Regions from separate parts of the Ovis aries genome. Here region 2 is linked to region 1. The links are chromatin contacts, called in public Hi-C maps. All regions are on one chromosome and are shown on one strand. Each heading gives the region's core, a stretch centred on a gene start, on an enhancer-like site or on the middle of the called end of the contact. The rest is flanking DNA. Distances are from core to core; before and after follow the strand shown. Region 1 has its middle 9.2 kb from the start of TRNAG-UCC. Region 2 overlaps PARP16 (poly(ADP-ribose) polymerase family member 16).

Region 1 (7,932 bases), core at 1,614-4,113:
CTGTCCCTTGAGTAAAATGACTGGTTCAAATGGACAGGGTTTTTTTTTTTTTTTCTTTTTGGAAAAGGTGTTTGGTTTAAAATAGTATATCAGAGGCCCTAGATGGTGCCAGAGTGATCCTGGAGGCATCAACAGCCAGGGTTGAGTAAGATGCACTGATGGCCTCTTTCCCAACCTCTCCAGAATCTATTACAAAAGAGGTCAAGGGGTGAGGAGAGGGCATCACTTACAATCAGGACAAAATGCTGTCCCTGATCCCCTAGCAGGCCTGGTTCAGCTCATTTTGGCCACCTCCGGTCTGGCTTGGATTTATAATCTTGGATCAGTATCTGCCCAGTTCCCAGGGGTTTGGTTCATAATTGACTAGAAATTTCCCCGGCTAAGCACCCCACTCCCATGACCTCTGAGAGTGAGTGTATGCAGGGCTAGGGCCTTGAAGCTTTGTGACTGCTCCTTAACCTACTTCCAGGCTATACTTCCCAGGGAGTGGCTCCCACTGACTACACTGGGTGGGATAACAGCGGGAGCAGTTTTGACTGCCCCTGCCAAGGAGTCAGGCTCAGCTATCTATAGCACAGCTGCCTCACAGCTTCAACCTGCTCGTCCAGTTTCCTGCAAACTCATCAGAAGGGGTTGCTGGGGAAAGTGGGATGACTGGGCTCCCAACCCCTGGCCTTCCCTTTCTGTTCTCCTTTGAGGACCTGAATAAATGGACTCTAGCAAGTGGCAGCTGCTGGAGTCCATTTTTTTTTCTTGCTCATCAAATATTTATTGAGTGCCTATTCTATGCAAAGCCATGTGTGCAAGTAGAGAGGTCTTCATGAGTATATAAAATATACTACATGGACTTTCCAGGTGGTCCAGTGGTTAAGAATCTGCCTTGCAATGCAGGGGACGTGGGGTTTGATCCCTGGCCTGGGAACTGAGATCCCACATGCCACAGGGCAACTAAGTCTGCTCACCACAACTAGAGAATCCCACATGCCACAACTAAGACTCAATGCAGCCAAAAAGAAAAAGAAAACCCACACACAGTGGCACCAGCTGTGGAGGGGGTGGTGGCCAGAGGAGGCTTCTTAGAGGAGGTGGCGTGTACTTTGACGTCTGAGTGATAGGACCTGGCATGCTGAAGCTGTGGTTTGTCAGAGGCAAGGGCCACAAGCAGAAACTGTGGGCAAAACCAGGAAGGTGGCGGTTGGGAGGGGAAGGCAGATACCTCTCCTTCCGACAAGGAACACTGTTGAGTTGAGCTCATGACACCTACTTTTTAAGCATTTTGCTTCTGAAGGCAGATAGACTCCTTGCTAGCTGTCTGACTTTGGTTAGGTCATTTTCCTCACCTGTAAATGAAGGGGTTGGAGGACTTCCCTGGTGGTCTAGTGGTTAAGACTCTGCTTCCACCACAGGGAGTATGGGTTCGACCCCTGGTCAAGGAACCCACATGCTACTCTACACAGCCAAAATAAATAAATCAATAAATAAATGGGTTGGTTGTACACCTAAAACTAATATCTAAATTATAAGTAAATAGGAAAAAAATTAAATGGAGCATTTGTCTAGACTGACTCTAAACCATCTCTGAAGTCCTTTCCTTGCTCTTCACTGAGGCTAAAGAGCACAGTTCCCAAGATGCTTTTGCTTTAACAAACAGCGGATGATTCACTGGGTGTTCCCGTCCCCTGCGGAGACTCTGCAGACTGGATGGACAAAACGTTCATTTCAGAAAAGCCCCGGGGTTTTGGGCTCAGCCTGCTGTACCCTGGCGGATAACCCAGTTACTGAGAGTGAACTGTAAGAAGACAGACGCCAGATGGCAGGGAGGAAGGGCACAGACAGGAAGACAGAGGGGCTGATCAGACAGTTTCTGCTCCCAACCAAGGAAGCTGCAGGCAGAAAATTTGCTACAGTTTGGAGAGTTCCAGCAGCTAGATTGGTAGAGAAAAATGTCACCTAGATGTCAGGATAAGAACAGAGGCTTGAAAGACTGAGAGAACTTAGACAAGTTGGAGGAAGTGCAGGACAGGAGGAATTTTAGGCAAAGGGATATCAGCTAGAGCCAAGGAGTAGTGCTGGGACTGCACACTGCAAGGCTTTTGGTTGGAAGTAAGAGGGATGCCAGCAGACAACTGGAAGGGCTAGAACCAGGGACTGCAAAGCCTTCAGAATCTAGGCCATCACTTTTTGGTTTTCCCCTCCAGTTAATTATGACTTACGGCAATTTGGTAAAATTATACCTTTATAAATGGAAATGAGGCATCTATCTTTTCTCTCTACCTGATCCCTCCAGAAACTATAATTTCTTAGTTTGCCAGTAACTTTATCAGGCAAATAAGGAAAGTGAAAGTGGCTCAGTTGTGTCTGATTCTTTGTGACCCCCTGGACCATATAGTCCATGGACTTCTCTAGGCCAGAATACTGGAGTGGGTAGCCTTTCCCTTCTCCAGGGGATCTTCTCAACTCAGGGATCGAACCCAGGTATGCGGGTGGATTCTTTACCAGCTGAGCTACAAGGGAAGTCCAAGAATATTGGAGTGGGTAGCCTATCCCTTCTCCAGCGATCTTCCCGACCCAGGAGTTGATCTGGGGTGTCCTACATTGCAGGTGGATTCTTTACCAACTGAGCTATGAGAGAAGCCCAAGTAAGGAAGGCTACCTCCTAATAGGTACAGAAGTCTTAAGGTACTTGGGAAATGAGAGGAATTCATCCAAATCTATAGATACCACAGGCAGAATCTGTGACAAGGCCTTGGCATGGCTTTCCTGCCTTTGAGAGGCCTTTCAAAAGCTTAATCTGAGATTCCTTATGAAAAGTTCCAGCACAGCCAACTTAAAAAGAGCCTGTGAGATCAATAGCATGGGTGTGTGCTGAGTCACTTCAGTCGTGTTTGATTCTTTATGACGCTATGGGCTGCTGCCCACCAGGCTCCTTTGTCCATGGGATTCTCTAGATAAGAATACTGGAGTGGGTAGCTGTGCTCTCCTCCAGGGGATCTTCCTAACCCAGGGATCAAATCCAAGTCCTGCATTGACAGACAGGTTCTTTACCACTAGTGCCACTTGGGAAGCCCATGTGATCAGTTACACTTATGTAGATAATCAGGCCAAATTTGTGAAAAGCAGATTTATTTCACAGATTAGTCTTAATTTGGCCATATTTGGTAGAAATGAGGGTATTTTAGAGAGAAAAATGCATGTTTCAGTGGATATTTAATTCTAGTTTTGTTAATTGAAGTCTGTATTTACTGCTAAAGACTCACTTCTCAGATGGTTCGTTGTTGCCATATTATTGTAAAGTTTGGTTCTGAAGCTTATCACAGTTATCTATCTTTGAATGAAGATAAGTGCCATGACTCGCAACCAGCAGATTATGTATACTGGAAAAGACATCAGATAAAGGATTCTTTACAGCCACTTTCATTCTTCTGAATGAACTGCAACTCCTATTTCTGATACCCAACTTTGACTAGGATTAATACTACCAGACCAGGACAAGAAGATGACATCTGAAGTAGACAGCTGACCCAAGATGCTGGACCAAGTCTGTATAATAATTAGTTCAGTTCAGTCGCTCAGTCATGTCTGACTCTTTGCGACCCCATGAATCGCAGCACGCCAGGCCTCCCTGTCCATCACCAACTCCCGGAGTTCACTCAGATTCACATCCATCGAGTCCGTGATGCCATCCAGCCATCTCATCCTCTGTCGTCCCCTTCTCCTGCCCCCAATCCCTCCCAGCATCAGAGTCTTTTCCAATGAGTCAACTCTTCCCATGAGGTGGCCAAAGTACTGGAGTTTCAGCTTTAGCATCATTCCTTCCAAAGAAATCCCAGGGCTGATCTTCAGAATGGACTGCTTGGATCTCCTTGCAGTCCAAGAGACTCTCAAGAGTCTTCTCCAACACCACAGCTCAAAAGCATCAATTCTTCAGCACTCAGCCTTCTTCACAGTCCAACTCTCACATCCATACATGACCACAAGAAAAACCATAGCCTTGACTAGATGGACCTTAGTCGGCAAAGTAATGTCTCTGCTTTTGAATATGCTATCTAGATTGGTCATAACTTTTCTTCCAAGGAGTAAGCGTCTTTTAATTTCATGGCTGCAATCACCATCTGCAGTGATTTTGGAGCCCCCAAAAATGGTCTGACACTGTTGCCACTGTTTTCCCATCTATTTGCCATGAAGTGATGGGACCAGATGCCATGATCTTTGTTTTCTGAATGTTGAGCTTTAGGCCAACTTTTTCACTCTCCTCTTTCACTTTCATCAAGAGGCTATTTAGTTCCTCTTCCCTTTCTGCCATAAGGGTGGTGTCATCTGCATATCTAAGGTTATTGATATTTCTCCCGGCAATCTTGATTCCAGCTTGTGCTTCTTCCAACCCAGCATTTCTCATGATGTACTCTGCATAGAAGTTAAATAAGCAGGGTGACAATATACAGCCTTGACGTACTCCTTTTCCTATTTGGAACCAGTCTGTTGTTTCAGGTCCAGTTCTAACTGCTGCTTCCTGACCTGCATACAGATTTCTCAAGAGGCAGGTCAGGTGGTCTGGTATTCCCATCTCTTTCAGAATTTTCCACAGTTTATTGTGATCCACACAGTCAAAGGCTTTGGCATAGTCAATAGCAGAAAAAGATGTTTTTCTGGAACTCTCTTGCTTTTTCCATGATCCAGCAGATGTTGGCAATTTGATCTCTGGTTCCTCTGCCTTTTCTAAAACCAGCTTGAACATCAGGAAGTTCACGGTTCACATATTGCTGAAGCCTGGCTTGTGCGGTAGTTTGAGCATTCTTTGGCATTGCCTTTCTTTGGGATTGGAATGAAAACTCACCTTTTCCAGTCCTGTGGCCACTGCTGAGTTTTCCAAATTTGCTGGCATATTGAGTGCAGCACTTTCACAGCATCATCTTTCAGGATTTGAAACAGCTCAACTGGAATTCCATCGCCTCCACTAGCTTTGTTCGTAGTGATGCTTTCTAAGGCCCACTTGACTTCACATTCCAGGATGTCTGGCTCTAGAATAGTGATCACACCATCATGATTATCTGGGTCGTGAAGATCTTTTTTGTACAGTTCTTCTGTGTATTCTTGCCACCTCTTCTTAATATCTTCTGCTTCTGTTAGGTCCAGACCATTTCTGTCCTTTATCAAGCCATCTTTGCATGAAATGTTCCCTTGGTATCTCTAATTTTCTTGAAGAGATCCCTAGTCTTTCCCATTCTGTTCTTTTTCTCTATTTCTTTGCATTGATCGCTGAAGAAGGCTTTATCATCTCTTCTTGCTATTCTTCGGAACTCTGCATTCAGATGCTGATATCTTTCCTTTTCTCCTTTGCTTTTCGCCTCTCTTTTCACAGCTATTTGTAAGGCCTCCCCAGACAGCCATTTTGCTTTTGTGCGTTTCTTTTCTATGGGGATGGTCTTGATCCCTGTCTCCTGTACAATGTCACAAACCTCATTCCATAGTTCATCAGGCACTCTATCTATCAGATCTAGGCCCTTAAATCTATTTCTCACTTCCACTGTATAATCATAAGGGATTTGATTTAGGTCATACCTGAATGGTCTAGCGGTTTTCCCTACTTTCTTCAGTTTGAGTCTGAATTTGGTAATAAGGAGTTCATGATCTGAGCCACAGTCAGCTCCCGGTCTTGTTTTTGCTGACTGTATAGGGCTTCTCCATCTTTGGCTGCAAAGAATATAATCAATCTGATTTCGGTGTTGACCATCTGGTGATGTCCATGTGTAGCGTCTTCTCTTGTGTTGTTGGAAGAGGGTGTTTGCTATGACCAGTGCATTTTCTTGGCAAAACTCTATTAGTCTTTGCCCTGCTTCACTCCACATTCCAAGGCCAAATTTTCCTGTTACTCCAGGTGTTTCTTGACTTCCTACTTTTGCATTCCAGTCCCCTATAATGAAAAGGACATCTTTTTGGGGTGTTAGTTCTAAAAGGTCTTGTAGGTCTTCATAGAACCGTTCAACTTCAGCTTCTTCAGCATTATTGGTTGGGGCATAGACTTGGATTACCGTGATACTGAATGGTTTGCCTTGGAAACGAACAGAGATCATTCTGTTGTTTTTGAGATTGCATCCAAGTACTGCATTTTGGACTCTTTTGTTGACCATGATGGCTACTCCATTTCTTCTGAGGAATTCCTGCCTGCAGTAGTAGATATAATGGTCATCTGAGTTAAATTCACCCATTCCAGTCCATTTTAGTTCACTGATTCCTAGAATGTCGACATTCACTCTTGCCCTCTCTTGTTTGACCACTTCCAATTTGCCTTGTTTCATGGACCTGACATTCCAGGTTCCTATGCAATATTGCTCTTTACAGCATCACACCTTGCTTCTATCACCAGTGACATCCACAGCTGGGTATTGTTTTTCCTTTGGCTCCATCCCTTTATTCTTTCTGGAGTTATTTCTCCACTGATCTCCAGTAGCGTGTTGGGCACCTACTGACCTAGGGAGTTCCTCTTTCAGTATCCTATCATTTTGCCTTTTCATGCTGTTCATGGGGTTCTCAAGGCAAGAATACTGAAGTGGTTTGCCATTCCCTTCTCCAGTGGACCACATTCTGTCAGACCTATCCACCATGACCCACCTGTCTTGGGTTGCCCCGCGGGCATGGCTTAGTTTCATTGAGTTAGACAAGGCTGTGGTCCTAGTAATTAGTAATTACTTGGTATACTAATTACTTAGACAATTACTCATACTTTTACTTGTGAACCAAATATATTTTTTTCCTTGGGCTCAATTATTTGCAAGTTTCAAAACTCAATCCAGTTTCTGGGTTTGTGGCTAGTTACCTCTGTCCAGTACTCCTAGGTTACCTTGGTGGATTTCTTTTCTCTAAGGCTCTAAATAAATGGCCCCTAGCAACTTTCCGTTAGAAGGAAAAATACTCTAGTACCATGCAAGCTAATTTTACTGGTATGATGAAGTGGGACCCTCTTAGCCAGTTAATGACAACTGTTCTGAACCTTGTCATAAGCAATAGTTTTCACTAGATATTAAAATTGGGTAGCTCCTAACAGGATCCAGGGTATTTATGGAACAAGTTTATGGCCTTGATTCTCCCCAGGTTAGTTAGAAAGATGCACAATCACGTTCCCTTGGCTCAAGGTCACCTATGGGTAGTCTTGGAAACAACCCCTGCATTCTGCCTTTAATGTGAGCATAGTGAGTTCTATCAATTTTCCAGTGGTATGACTGTGTGACTGAGATATTTGTTAACTCATCTTATGACACATGAAGAATCAAATTTCTGCTTTGAATGATTCTCTTCCTAGTTTAGGAAAAATGCTGCGAAAATGTTTTGGTTTAGGAGAATCTTGGCTTAAATCTTTATTAATGACATTGTTACTCTGTCAATTTTGATCACATCTATAGTTCTGTATAAATTATTGAGCATGCCACAATGCACAAGCAAGATAAAATAGGCATAAATCGCATTGGAAAACTTGGAATTGACCATTAATGTTTGCCAGACATCTTACCAGTACAACCCCCTAAAAGGAAAGATAAAACAGAGATATGAAGACCTGACATGGACAGACATGATAGACCCAGGGCAGGTAAAAAATGCCCTTGACATTGAGGAACAAAATATTTGACCAACTAGTGCTTTTCACTAAAGATTAATGATCAAGGGACTTCCCTGGTGGTCCAGTGGTTAAGACTCCCACTGCAGGGGGCACAGGTTCAATCCCTGGTCAGGGAACTAAGATCCTGCATGTCGCATGGCAAAAAAAAAAAAGAAAAAAGAATATTATCACATTAGGAGTTCTGGTTAATGCTGATGTACAGTACACACTAAAAGGGAGGGAAGAGGCCCAAACAGGCAGAGAAAAAAATTTGCTTAATTTTTTTGCCATAAAATATGAATTTTATTTCATCAATCTCAATTTAACTCAGTCTTGCTCTA
Region 2 (7,932 bases), core at 1,747-4,246, 61 kb before region 1:
GGTGGCCAGAGCTGGTGAGGGTGGGGGTAGGTAGGTTCACCAAGGTCCTGCCACTCAAAGTGTGGTCTGTTGACCAGCAGCATCACCTAGGAGCCTGTGAAATGCAGAATCGTTGGCCCACCAGACCTGAGTCAGAACCTGCATTTTAACAAGGTCTCCAGGGGATTCCTCTACTGATGAAAGTTTGAGAAGCGTCGCTTTAAAGATGGTTCTCAGCCTTGGGTGCACATTTAGAATCGCTTGGGGGAGCTATTAAGAGTCTGGATGCCTGGCTACGTCCCCAGCTTGTTAAGTCAGAATCTGTGGAAGTGGGGCCTGGGCACCAGTATGCTTCCAGAGCTCCCCAGGTGATGCTACTGTGTGGCGAGCCTGGTCTTCCCAGCATGATCCCTGGACCACATCCCTGGGAGCTTGTTGAACACATGGAATCTCAGGCCCATCCAGACCCCATCATATGAGAAATCACTATTCAGTAGACTCCCAAGTGATTCATATGCATGTTGAAGTTTGAGAAGTACTTGCCTCGGGGACCCTCCGAGAGAGTCAGTCATTAGGAAATTGAGAGGAGCTCCCTCCTTGAGCTCCCCCGCACCTCTTTTTTAGGGAAGGGCCCTGTGCTGGGTCATCATTGCTGCGCATGGGCTTTCTCTAGCTGGGGCAGACGGGGCCCACTCTTCACTGGGGTGTGCAGGCTTGATTGCCCCACGCCATGTGGAATCTTCCCAGCCCAGGAATCAAATGTGTCCCCTTCATTGGCAGGCAGACTCTTAACCACTGTACCATGAGGGAAGTCCCTTTGCTCCCTTTTTTAAAATGGGTAAATTTACTTAATCTCTCAGAGCCTCGGGGTCCTCATCTGTAAAATAGGATGCCATTCCCCACCTTCTGGTGTCCTGACAGGACTGAAATACTTCACATATGCAAAGGGCTCTTCCTGTACTTAAGCACTAAGGAAGCAGTGGCTTCTTTTAGAGGCTGAAGGAGAGGGACTGGGGGGGTGGTTGGAGGGTGCAGCTTCTCCCTCGGTTGTGCCAGCATCGGCCTTGTCTGGGGGTTGGTTCCATGAGCTGTGGGCTCATTTGTAGCTGATGCAGCTCCAAGGCAGGAGAGACTTTTCCAACACTGCTGCAGCTGATTATCGCAGTTGAGTTGTGTTGAGGAGGACAGGCCTGTTTACTCTGGCTCTCGGCTTATTATTATGGCCAGGCTACTGGAATCCAGGGGCCCTACACTTCACACTAGAGCACGTCTGAAGAAGTTGCCTGCTGATTCCAGTCTTGTAACCAAGCCTTTGCTTGGTTGAGGGGTTTGTTGCTTAGAAGCATCTCATCAGAGCCCTTTGGTGAAGTGGATGTTCTTCTGGCCGCCTCTGTCTGGGTTTTCAGTGAGGGGCTTGCTTGAGGGAGCCTGCCTGCCAGCTGAAGCTCTAAGAGTGTTTCCTTGGTAGAGATACTCCCAAGTTTCCTGCTTTGTGCTCCCCTGTGCATGGTTCTTGAGTCTAGGGAATTGTGTATACATGGGAGGCATAAGCAGAAATGGCTGTAGGGTCAGATCAGAGACATTTCCTCCTTGGAGGTCTGTGCTAGCTTTTGAGATAATGGGGACATTGTAAAATGGCCAAGCAGAGGCTTGTTTTGTTTCCCCTAAGCTTCACTTAATTGGTTGAGAATTGTGGAAGCCTGGTGCTGCTGAATAGGATGTTTCTCAGTTCTCAAGTAGAGGATGTTCACTGAGCTATGTAAGTCCATTCAGTCATCTTAAGAGACTGACACTGAGGCCCAGAGATAGAATTTGAATTACAACTTATGTCAAATTCCACCCACTGGTAGCAGTTACTTGGAATATTGTGTGAGGAGTCTGAATCAGTATGAATGAGTGCCATGATTGATATTTTTAAGTTGGCATCGTGATTGATTATTGATGTCTACATGGGCAAAGGATGTGTTTGCTATGCCTGCTGTGGCCTCAGCGTGCAGGTATTTCACCTGAGAGCCTTCTCTTTTACGTGGCATGCTTCCTTGTGGAGGACAGCAAGTTAGCACCTGCCGCCAGCGATCTGCCTCCTAGAATTTTGGACCTTTTCTTGGTCTGCACCAACACAGAACTTAACCCTGCTTCTCATATAGCCCTGCCTTATTTCGTTACAGTGTCTGGTCTGAGAGATTCTTTTCCAAGTAATGACTCAGATCACTTCCCCTAGTCACTTAGGTGTGACCGCCCTCTCCCTGCACACAGGGGCATGACTTTGCTTCTGCAAGCCTGTGAGTGTCACCATGCTTAATCCAGTCATGTAGCAGGAATTACTGATTGCCTAAGACACAAGAGCCTATCTGTGATGGAATAGCCACTGCTCTCTCGTGCCAGGTATTCTGTGTGGTGCTTCATGTGCGTCGTCTCGTTGAATCCTTGCCCATGACCTTGTGAAGAAGAGATCATCATCACCACTTTGCAGGTGTGGAAACTGAGGCCCGGAGAATTTATATTACTTGCTATCTTGTTAGAAGGGTAGACAGGGTTCAAATGTGGGTCCGTTTGGGCTCTTAACACCTGTGTTTTTCTTACTCAGCCTTAAGCACTAGAACTACTAGTTTGCCAGGTTAGTCAGCCACATCCACAATCAGTTAAACTGTGGTCAGATAGGAATGTGTTTTGTAATATCCCTGTGATGATGTCATGGGATTGTTTGATCTTATGTCTTTTCCTGGGGTCAGGAGAGGCTGGGAGACTTTGTGTTAACAGCTCTACTGAAGAAAGACCTGTGTTGTTTTGCTGCCCCCACTCGGCACTCACCCAGCCCTGTTCGTTTTCTGTTGATCTCCGCTGTTCCAGACATCCTTGTTTGGGGAAGGGACCTACCTCACCAGTGACCTGAGCCTGGCCCTCATTTATAGCCCCCATGGCCACGGGTGGCAGCACAGTCTCCTTGGCCCCATCCTTAGCTGCGTGGCTGTGTGCGAGGTCATTGACCATCCAGACGTCAAGTGCCAAACGAAGAAGAAGGGTGAGTAAGCGCTTGGCCCTGCCCTGGGCTGCAGGCCTCTGGGTGTCAGGCTCTTGCCTTTGGCCCAGCTGTTGGGTGGAACACCCGTTGCATGGCAAGGGATGGGTTGGGTGCAGAGCAGTGTAGGATAGAGCCTGCCTTCAGGGAGTGAGCCGTCTCCTTAAGGACTGAACACAAGGTGAAAAGGGTATCATCTACTACAAGGCAGTAGGTCAGTAGTGCCAGCTGAGAGTGCTGATAAGGTCCATGGGATAGCTCAGAGGAGAGGGCAGTCACGGTGGGTCCAAGTGCTCAGGGAAAGCTTTGGGGTAGAGAAGAGGAAAATGAACCTGCGAGGCCAGAGCACAGGCTCCTTGAAGGCAGAAACTGGGTCTCATTCACTCTTGGGCACCTATTGTCAGCAGGGAGCCTGGTACGTACTTGACATTCAGTAAACATTTGCTAAACTGAAGCTAAGGTTGTGTCTTGCCCTGTTCCTCCAGGCCGCTCTGGTGTGTGCTGGAGCCCCAGGAGGATGTGAGGGGCAGCTGAGGCCATGGGGGTAAATCCTGGGCTCCCCAGTGAGCAGATGACCAGCAGGCCCCTCAGTCCGCTCTCCTGATCTGTCCCTTAAGGCTCTGCCCCCTGCTGTTTCGTCCTGAAAGGCAGAGAAGTCACAGAACTGTCATTCTAGACTCCAGAGCTGGCCTGTTGGTTCCACTGAGAGAAGGAGAATTGAGAACACTGTTCCCGGCCCCTAATGTAAAACAACTGGAATCCTGGGGAACGGGCCCAGGTCTGACGCCACTCTCCCAAACCAGACAGCATGAATATTCGTTTGTATAATTCTTAGGAAGTCTGCACACCATGACATTAAACATCAGGACAAGACCTGGTAATGTCTGCTGTCACAAAGCTTCGGCCTGTTGCGGACTTTTTTGATTGTTGTTTTTCTGGTTCTTTTTCATACAGCTTTTTCATGTTACTAAAAGGAAAGGGTTTCTGTTTTTTTTAAACAAGTCATGGTATGAAGGGTGGAAGATGAGTGTTCTAGGAAGCTCGAATCCAGAATGGTTAATTTAAAATGCCTGTTAAAAGGCTTGTTCTAGATCAAGTCCTGTTGCTAGCTGCTAGCCCCGGATGATTTTTTTGTTGTGGCCATCAGTCTGCTGCTTCCCTCTGCTTTCCCCACTCAGTCTTCTTCTTTTTTACCCTTTTGTATCTTTTTTTATTTTCCTATTCCCTTTTCCCTCTTCCTGGTGGTCTGTCTGTGGGACTCTCCTGTATTTTAGTCCTGCTTCCCGTACACAGGCCATTCCTCTGCCTGCTGGGGCCTCTCCACCCTCAGGACCAGGAGGCTTGACTCGTTTCTACTCGTAGTTTGCTTTTGTTATTGTATTTCCCCCTGTAAAGTTGTGCTTTTTCTCCTTATTCAGATTCCAAGGAGATAGATCGCAGGAGAGCGAGAATCAAGCACAGTGAAGGGGGCGACGTCCCTCCAAAGTACTTTGTGGTCACTAATAACCAGCTCTTGCGCGTGAAGTACCTGCTGGTGTACTCGCAGAAGCAGCCCAACAGGTGAGACGGACAGTTGCTGCACGAAATCCAGGAGGACAGCCAAGGGCTGTGTTCATAGGAGCGGGTTCCTGGTTGTCAGCGGCCCCTCTCCCTCAGTCTAAACCGCAGCTATGTATAAAATACATAAAGCACTCTGCTTCATGTAAGGGGTGAGGAGGGAGGAATACGTTGAATAAAATGTGGTCCTGGCCCTAGGGGACTGGGTATTACAGTGAGGAATGGCTTTGTTAACACAATGACTTGAGGGACTGAATGAAGCCGAACCGTGAAGCCCCTTAGCCACCTAGGCTCTGATCACGAGGCTGAAATCCACTGACTGGGCTGAACTGAGAGGTAGATTGGGGCCAGGATTGAGCTGGAATTCTGATTCTGTGCTGTCCGGCTCAGTCACTTTCCACAGTGACTCTCAGACCGCCACCTGCTCCTTTTTGGACCTGAGATGCTTCATCTTTATCTCTAAAATTAGAGTGTCGAATCCAATAGCAGATGAGGCCATCCTGCCCCACACGAACCTGAGAGTGGCGATTCCTCACGCTGTTCCAGCAGGGTGTATTTGGGGGTTTGGCAGGGCTCTCTGGGGTTGAGGGTCACTTTGAGATTTTGTTGCATTGTTGGTAGAGTTTCTCATGGGGATGAGCAACAGGTAAGCAGGTTAGACAGGGAAAGGGTTATTGTTAATACTCCCAACTCCTGCTTATCTATACCAGTGGCTTCTATGCTTCAGGATTCAATAAACTAGTAAAATCATCTCCCCTTAAATCTGGGAAGTATGTACAGGGTTCCTAAGTTTGGGGGACAGTATTCTGTGCTTTAGAATCATCTGGCTTTTTCTACTTGAAAATTCCATTCTTTTCCCACTCCTTCCTGCAGTGTCTCTGTACTGCACATTTGGATGGCTTAGATCATCTCCCAGTGGGTCAGAGAGGATTTCCCCTGCTCAGAGTGATATCTGTGCATGTCTGAAAGTGAAAAGCTTTGTGCTAAATACCCTGCCACCTGCCGCCATCTGGTCATCTGCCTTAGCAAGGTCATCTGTTTAGATACCATGGTCTTGCTTAAGAAAAGACTGGTTATAAAAGGTACAAGAGGAGCTATAAAAGAAAAGATTAGGATGAGCTCATTGCATAGCTGTCTTTGTACATTTAGAAATTGTTCTGGTGAAAGGCATGTCAGTGCCAGGGCAAACAGCTCCAGATTTTTTGAGCAAAGGAGCACGCATGAAGCTTCATTTCATGGCTCACTCGGAGGACGAAATTCATCATTTCATCTTCTCTGAGCCAGAAGTTGTTGCATACCCTTTAAAAAAATATTTTTCTCTTTGTTCCAACATTCCCCCACCCCCTCTCGCCGCTGAAGCAGGGCTTCCAGCCAGCTCTCCTGGGTCTCCAGCCATTGGTTTACGGTCATGATCACCCTGTATCTGCTGCTGCTGCTCGCAGTGAGTGTCATCAACTCCTCAGCTTTCCAACACTTCTGGAATCGTGCGAAGAGATAATCTTTCTGGGCCTGGTGTGGGGGCCACCTCGATCACGTGCCTTATGATAACTTGTTCTGTATCTCCTGTGCCCCCCATCCAGCCAGGTCAAACCTGGGGGCCACCTGGGGACCACAGGACAATTTTCATATGCCATAAATGTATCAATTGCCTTTGACGATGCTCTCCGCCACTCTAGTCAACAGAGGGCACTGGCCCCTCTTAGCTTTTGGGGGAGATTTCCTGTCTGTTCCTTCCTAAACAGTCTTAGGGAGTTGGCTTTTTTGCCAGGGCCAAAGGAGAAAGTCCTGCTGCATTTGAAAACAAAGTGTCCAGGCTGTCTGTGAGGTGTTTACAGTTGCTTCTGGTGGACATCGGCCCTTCTCTAATGCCTTCTTGGAAGGCAGAAAATGTGTAGTGGGGACTATAAATCACTAGGCAGTTGCCTTGTTTTGACTTGAGACACCCAAGAGGAACAGTCCTGTTTCTCATAAAACTCAGTGGGATCGTTTTGAATTCCATCAGCCTTTGTATGCGAGTGCAAAACACTTTTCACAGTTTTCTCACGTCAACAAACAGTCCTCTGCTACAGCTGTAACCCCTCCACCCAGCCGCGGATGAGAAAGGAAGGAGTCAGAGACCCGATAAAAACGATGAGCAACGCAAGTCGTCTTTTTCTAAAAATTACCAATTGCTGATTACAGCCTAAATGGAACCAAATGTTTGTTTTCTGATTTTTTTAAAGAATAACTATTTGACAATTTGTTTTTATGAGCTAAAGGGGGAAATTTCTAAACCTAGAGCACCATTTGGCCAGCGCCCACAGCCTCTTTCCTGGCCATGCTTTAGAGAAAAAAGATTTGAGCTGCAGGCCTGCCTCCTGCTCTCGTTCTCACGAAGCTGCCTTGATTGTGGCCCATCAGCCACAAGTGCCACACTGCAGGCCTTCTGGGGGTGGCCGGCCTTTGAAGCAGAGGCTGGCCTCAGTGTGCCACAGGTGTGTGGGGGCCACGCCTCCCTCCCAGGGCCTGCGGGTCTCTGAGACTCAGCCTGAGCTTTAAATGCACAGGAAAAGCCTCAGGCTGCTCCGGGAGCACTGGTTCTACCTGCTGTATTCTCTGCCCCTCCTTCCTGCCCAGTGTCAGCCATCACGGAGCCCTGATTTTGGGGGGAGATTTCTGTAAAGAAAGAAGATGGAAAGTCATTTTTCTATAATTTGTGAAGTTGTGAAAAAGCCACTATCATGGTTTCTACATTGAATATTGGAACATTTCAGAAATAATAAAGATATTTTCCTAATTTCCAAGTTGCCTTTGTGACTGCTTTTCAGCCTTAATGCGAGGCTGCTGTGTATTCGTTGTGAAGAATTTCATCCTCTCTTTGCTTCCATGTTTGGGGTAGCCATTTTCTGGAGAGTATGTATCTCTAGGATATCCATAGGCATTACATTTATAGTCACTGATTTAGCAAATGTGAGCACCTACTGTGTACCAGGCACTAGAAATAGGAGCAGCATCAGGTCCAACTGCCCCTCCCCTCATGGAACTGACAGTCTAGCAAGGTAGACAGACCAGCAGACATTCTCAGGAGTGAAGTTGGCATTATAGGATATTATAAAGGAGTTCTGGAAAACAGTTGGCAGGGTATCTTAACATGGTCTGGGGTCACCCTGAGCCTACAAAGGTACCTTTCATGTACTGATTTCTTTAACCCTCACAACAGACAAGAAAATGAAGTCCCAGAATGTTGAATAACTTGCCCAAAAGTTACATGGATCGGAAGTGGCGGAGCTGAGGGTGGAACCTGGCTTCAATGTCAGTCTCATAAGCTCCATGCTGTACAGCCTCCCGGGGCTCCCAGGAAAAGGGATGGTCACTGAATCCCGAAAGAGCCATCAGTG

Evidence for each region. Hi-C and Micro-C count contacts between places; a contact is called where the count stands out from the background.
Region 2: a Hi-C map of mixed tissues shows a contact between it and region 1, with 4 times the contacts expected there. The contact joins two enhancer-like sites. A contact is called at or near these places in 10 of 16 Hi-C or Micro-C datasets (hypothalamus, liver, mesenteric adipose tissue and 6 more).

What each region holds. Positions count from the first base shown.
Region 1 is chr7:12,125,557-12,133,488 of ARS-UI_Ramb_v3.0, reverse strand. No RefSeq gene overlaps it. Among named protein-coding and RNA genes, the nearest start is that of TRNAG-UCC, 9.2 kb to the right of the region's middle. Within about 2 kb of position 2,863, at least 7 of the 54 cell types and tissues checked have an H3K27ac peak or open chromatin away from gene starts, as enhancers often do.
Region 2 is chr7:12,186,850-12,194,781 of ARS-UI_Ramb_v3.0, reverse strand. PARP16 (poly(ADP-ribose) polymerase family member 16) reads left to right here. Exons shown (of 7, transcript XM_042252046.1): 5 at 2,830-3,001; 6 at 4,417-4,558; 7 at 5,915-7,338. The coding sequence ends at 6,053. The region is part of intron 2 of LOC121819941 (a long non-coding RNA gene); the gene reads right to left. Among named protein-coding and RNA genes, the nearest start is that of PARP16, 22 kb to the left of the region's middle. Within about 2 kb of position 2,996, at least 8 of the 54 cell types and tissues checked have an H3K27ac peak or open chromatin away from gene starts, as enhancers often do.